Regions from separate parts of the Mus musculus genome. Here region 2 is linked to region 1. A link is a contact called in public HiChIP or PLAC-seq data. All regions are on one chromosome and are shown on one strand. The core of a region is the stretch at or near the end of the contact, and the rest is flanking DNA. Distances in the headings are between cores, read along the strand shown.

Region 1 (2,832 bases), core at 151-2,650:
GTGTATGTCTCAGTAGTCTAACTCCCTTCATCCAGGTCACGCCTCTGAAGCATTCTCACAATGGTGTCTTGGGGTCAAGACCAACCATTCAACACGTGAGTCTTTGGGATCATTTGGAAGGCTTCCTGTCTGGTATAGTTCTCAATACTCTATTGTTGGCGCGTGTGTGTGTGTGTGTGTGTGTGTGTGTGTAAGAGAGAGAGACAGACAGAGACAGACAGACAGACAGACAGACAGACAGAAGAAAGAGCTTTTATTCAACTCTGCCATCCTTGAACAATCTCCTCACAGTAGACAGTGAAGGCATGAGTGGGAGCAGTTAGTGAAATTGCTCATGGAGTTGGGACAGGTCCCAGAGGTCTGAGTGAGTTCTAAGCTAGGCAGAAGGTCTAGGTCCATGTGCTTCAGTGAAAGAACAGTTAGGTAGTTTATACTAATATATTCCTAGCTTCCCATCATGTGGGGAAAAGCAGCTTAGTCTATAAGAGAAAGTCTCCTCTTCCCTCCCTCTCTCCTTCCCCCTACCTCCTTCCTCCCCCTCTCTTTCCCTTCGTCTCTCAAACATACAAGATGGAAGAGTGGGAACTATGCTAGACAGGAAGCTAAAGACAGGTGAGGAAGGAGACCTGGCAATGGATACTGAAGGCAGCAACGAAAACACCACCATAGTCCAGAGAGAAGATCTCTCATTGGGCAGTGAAGCAAGCCTGTGGTCGTGGGTCAAGGCACTCAAGAGTCTAGACGCGGGTGGCTACTAAGGGAAGGCCTAGCAGCTCCTACCAGGCAGACATCGCATATGTATGTACTTTACGTCACCTTGAACAAACCTTGTCGTTCTCATCTGTAAAGAGTTAGCTGATTAATCTGTATGCATACCTTGCAGCAAGGAAATCTATCTTTGGCAAATGAACAGGAAAAGGCTGTGCCGCGGTAGTAGAGCCGGTATGGGGAGGTTCCAGGTGAGTGTTCAGAGTCTTCAGCACCGAGTCTGTGTTTGCCTGTCACTGCAAGTGACACCGGCTTAGGGAAGGAGCAGCTTGCAGAGTTTGCTGCAGCAGTATGAACCCGTGAGCTTCATGGCGGGTCTTACTTATTGACAACACAGCTAACAATACACATGTTGGTCATCATGTTCAGTTAATGGTTCCCATTGACCCTCTTCTTGGTCCCTTTTGTTTGTCATCTCTCTGAATGGAAAATGGACAGAAAGTGCATGACACACTTGCTCTCGTTATCTAGGGTGTCTTTCCTGTTGTGAAAGGATTTCAGATGAGCTCAGCCGCCCAGACTCCTTCTGCCCCTCCCCCACCCCCATTCACAAAGGAGTCTCACCAGCCTAATCGAGACAAGAAAATTAAGGGCTCTCACAGTAGAAGAAAGTCAAGTGAGGTTGGGAAGGGAGTCTATATAAATGCAGCACACAACGCCTGTCATTTACAGCTAGCTCCTCCATCAGTCACTGCGAGAGCTGCGTTATGTGGGAGCTGCCCGTACATTTACTAAGGGATGCTGTTGTCTTGGTCATGTAGATAGGAAAGGAGAAGGATGTGTGGCAGTTTGGTAAACGAACTTAGCATTGCTAAGGTGTCAGAGTAGGGTAGAAAAAAAATCTCTCGTTCTAGCTGAGACCATTCATGAGGGTGAGCTGGGTCCAGTCAGACACCCAGAGTTCGCTGGAACACACAGCATCATTTCATTTGCATTTGCAACAATCTCTAAGAAGGAGAGGCAGATGTCGGATGCAGATGATCTTGGGCTTGACGTCTTAACCCATGGGCCTGGAGGGATGAACAGCACAACAGGTACAAGCACCTGCAGTTCTTCCAAAAGTCCTAAGCTTGGTTCCTAGCACCCTTGATAGGAAGCTCACAGCCACCTGTCACTCCGGTTCTAGGAGTATAGATGGCCCTTTTACACCTCTGTGGGTATCCACACTCATCTTCCAGACACACAGGCACACACACATACAAAATTTTTAACACAGAAGATGTAACTCTTACATACTGACCTAAAATGTTAAAATGAGCTACTGACGATCATGAGGCAGTCTGCTAGCTAAACTATAATTCGAACCAACAACCACCCTAGGCCTCAGCTCTTCTGATTGCCATCACATCCTGCTGCCTCTTTGGTATGGTTATAAAAGGTTGAGAAAAAAAAAATCACTTGTGCAATTCTTAACTATGATAACATGCAGTTCCCTTCAATGATATTTATGTCAGCCACACTTAAGATCTTGAATTTAAATAGCAATTTGCAAAGCACATTCCGCCATGGCCTTCTCGGATCTATATGGAAGTGGTGTATGGACATCAGTGGCCCTTGTTCAGAGGGACCATTGCTTCTCAGTTGTTTGCAGGTGTGTGTATGTGTGTGTGTGCGCGCGCATGCCCACACGCACACACAAGTATATAGAGGGCAACCTTGTTATCATCCTTTTGTTTGAGATAGAATTACTCCTTAGACTGAAACTTTGCCTGATGAGCCAGGCTAGCTAACCAGGAAACTCCAGGGATTCTCCTGGCTCCTCCACCTATCCTGCCACGGATGGAATTAAAGATGCATGTTACCATGATTACCATGTTACCATGATTACCATTTTACTGGGTTTTGGATATCCAAACTCAGGCCCTCATGTTTGTAAGTCAAGGCTCTGTACTGACTGAGCTAAGTCCTTAGTCCTTCATGTATTTTTAGGTGAAGAAATACTCTCGACACTGTTCGGTATTTTGGGAGCAGAGATCCTGGCAGGAAGGTGGTAGCCACATACATTGTGGGAGCCGTGCACAGTACCAACTGAAAGAATGCTTCCAGGGCCTGCAAGAGGCAGCA
Region 2 (2,832 bases), core at 210-2,709, 390 kb before region 1:
CACCTGACTGGTAATGGTGTGTGTGTGTGTGTGCATGTGTGTTTGCACATGACTGTGTTGTGTTCATATATGTACATATTGTGTAGCTATGCATATGTGTGTGTGCATGCACATGTGTATGTTGTGTTTGTATATGTGCATATGTGTGTATAGGTATGCATATATGTGTGTGAGTGTATGTGGAAGCATGTGGCTGACATCAGGTGTGATTCCTCTATTTGTTTCCAGCTTATTTTCTAAGACAGGACTTATCGGTACCGGGAGCTTATCTGTTCAGCTAGACTGGCTGGCCAGGCAACCCGAGGGACCTTCCTGTCTTAACCTTCCAGCACTGGGCTTATGGCCATATCTCCACACCTGGCATTTAAAGTGGGCACTGGGGATCCAATGTGGGCCTTCATGCTTTTGTGGCAAGGGATGTTGCCCACTGAGCCACCTCCCCAGCCCTGCACTGGACACTTTAAAAAACTTCACCAGGCAAAGCTGACAAGAGAGAGTAGAGAACCAGGAGCTGGCTGTTGGCTTTGGGGTGAGTTATGTAACAGTTCTAAGCTTCTTTCCTTATCTTTAAGACAGTGGAGAACAAATCTTCCATCCCAGGAGCTGTTATGAGTTTTAAATTAAAAAAGAAAAAAAATCAATAGAAAACTGCACAGTAGTTCACATCATACCTACTAGGCATTCTGTGAAGGTGTATTTTCTCCCTTCTCCTCTTTGTTTCTCCCACTGCCCTGAAAGCAATGTGTTGAGCTAACTATATATGATGGATGGTCGAAGGTTGAGATAGGCTTGAGATAGACTCTGTGCTTTCCACACCACTCCTGGGTGCATCAAGTTGGCTACAGTTACTGCTGCAGGGATCTGGCCCCTTTCTGGCCTGGGACCACCCCTCTCCAGCCTAGGACTGCCCCAGGGACTGGGCTCACAATTTTAGAGGGAGCTAGTTGTGGTTTCCTAAAAAGAAAATAATAATAATAATAGTAGTAGTAGTAGTAGTCGTCGTCTTTGTCGTCGTCTTGAAAGGTGATTAGTTTGTACCAGAAGAGAGGCTGTACGAGGCTGGGGACAGAGAACAAATGACACTTTCAGGGGACACTTGTAGGTAGGTCGTGCTTTGCAAGTATTTCACTTGTGTCTTTGCATCTCCGTAATCAAGAAAATGGAGTTTCCTTTTCTGACCCACTTCGGCATGAATAAGAGTAGCCTGAGTTTTATGTCTGAGAGCAGGTAGGAGGTATATCATTTGTTTTATATGTATCTTCTTCCTTTTATTATTTAGGGCATATTTTGCATGCATCTAGGTATTTTTTAATTGCATTCTTCAGGGTGAGGGCAGGAAACCAGCTGCTTCACTAGAAAAAAAACCCTCATTAATGAAATGGGCTCTCTGAACACATAGAGCAAAGAGCTGAATAAAGATGACGTCAGCTTCCTTAGAGTGCATTTTCATTCAAGGTTATCATCCAAGTCCTGCTGGAGGCTTGTGCAGAGCAATTGATCTCCTGACCAGCTGTGTATTCCTCTAGACCAGATCTGCTACAACCTGTCACTTAGGGAGTCCCTCCCATCAGCTGCCTTGTTCTGTATCCTTTTCTCTCCAGTGCAGGGATGAAGCTGTCCTCTGGCTCTGAAGGTCCTTCCTGACACCCCCACCCCTGATTTCTCTGCCTAATGTGACTTTCAATGACCTACTTTACAAACGGTTTGAACTTGGCCAGAAGCCAAGACATTGAGGGTGCTTTGGTGGCTGCAGGCAGGGCTGCTGGTAGAAGACAGCAGTTCTCTCAGTGGGGTCCCTGCAGAACTGTGTGCATGGTTTTATCTGGATGGTGGTTACATTGTTTTTCTTTCTTTCTCTCTCTCACCCCTACCCTTCAGGGCCTTGCCTGTTTCAATTCATCTTTCCCTTCCTAGAGTCCAGGCTATTGATTGGCTGGAGCTGGCCCTTAAGTCAGAGAAAGGCAGCCAATCAGAGCAGGTCTTTGCCCTGTCTCCCTGTGGAAACCTCTGAAGTAGTGATGAAAGTGAAGGAGAGGCTGCAGGCTGAGCTCCCAGGGGCAGTCCTAGAGAGTGCTCTTTCCAGGGCAAAGTGGGGAGGACTCAGAGCCAAATTCCAGATCAGCCTTCCGTGGCCAAGCTTGTCCCTGGCTCCCACGCACAGCTTTAGCAAAGCCTGGCTCCTGCTCAGCTTACTACATCTTGCTTTTAAAACCCGCATGGCTGCAGGGGGAGCGAGGAAAGGAAGGAGTGAGGAAGAGGGCAGAAATACTGGAAATGATGTGTGACCTTGACACTGTAGGACGTGATGAGCCCCCACCCCCAGCCCCACCCCCGAGAACCCTTTTCTCCCTAGCTTCAGGGCTGCCCACCTTAAAAGGAAGCTGGCTTTGGATCAAGGGAAATTATCTGAACTTGTAAATCGGCTTTTAAGTGAGTCTTCCCTGGAGCAGCTGCTCTGAATTTAGAATAGGTACAGTTCTCAGCATCCGCCATCTGATATGACTCTTCCTAGGGTGAAGTATTTGTCTGTACGAGCTTGAGGGGAAGACAAGACGGCCTGCCGGGTTTCCCCTTAGGACATGTGTAGTATGATAGTCCCTGCCTTCTCGATCCACTAGGCCTGGGATGAGGGTAGCTAAGTGGTAGAGTGTATGCCTTAGCACATGCAAAGCCGTCAGCTCAACCCCCAGCCCTGTAACAATAATAGTAACAGCAGTAGTAGTTTGGCCTGCTATCAAATATGAAGGAAAAGGGCAATTATAGTTTAACTCATATTTGAGTCTAAAATGGAACATTCAAGATTTGTCTGAAAGACTCATTTGAAAAACAGAC

The links. HiChIP or PLAC-seq counts read pairs in DNA pulled down with a chosen protein or histone mark.
Region 2: an H3K4me3 HiChIP or PLAC-seq map of embryonic basal ganglia shows a contact between it and region 1, with 4 times the contacts expected there. The contact joins two enhancer-like sites. A contact is called at or near these places in 1 of 15 datasets of contacts at CTCF or cohesin (the NIH/3T3 cell line), 1 of 484 Hi-C or Micro-C datasets (bone marrow-derived macrophages) and 2 of 115 datasets of contacts at active chromatin or transcription factors (embryonic basal ganglia and extraembryonic endoderm stem cells).

What each region holds. Positions count from the first base shown.
Region 1 is chr13:45,618,994-45,621,825 of GRCm38.p6, reverse strand. All of the region lies in intron 6 of Atxn1 (ataxin 1), which reads left to right. Among named protein-coding and RNA genes, the nearest start is that of Gm34582, 95 kb to the right of the region's middle. Within about 2 kb of position 1,400, at least 10 of the 459 cell types and tissues checked have an H3K27ac peak or open chromatin away from gene starts, as enhancers often do. A contact at or near this core is called in embryonic basal ganglia, where this site is marked.
Region 2 is chr13:46,005,573-46,008,404 of GRCm38.p6, reverse strand. No RefSeq gene overlaps it. Among named protein-coding and RNA genes, the nearest start is that of Gm34991, 14 kb to the left of the region's middle. Within about 2 kb of position 1,459, at least 114 of the 459 cell types and tissues checked have an H3K27ac peak or open chromatin away from gene starts, as enhancers often do. A contact at or near this core is called in embryonic basal ganglia, where this site is marked.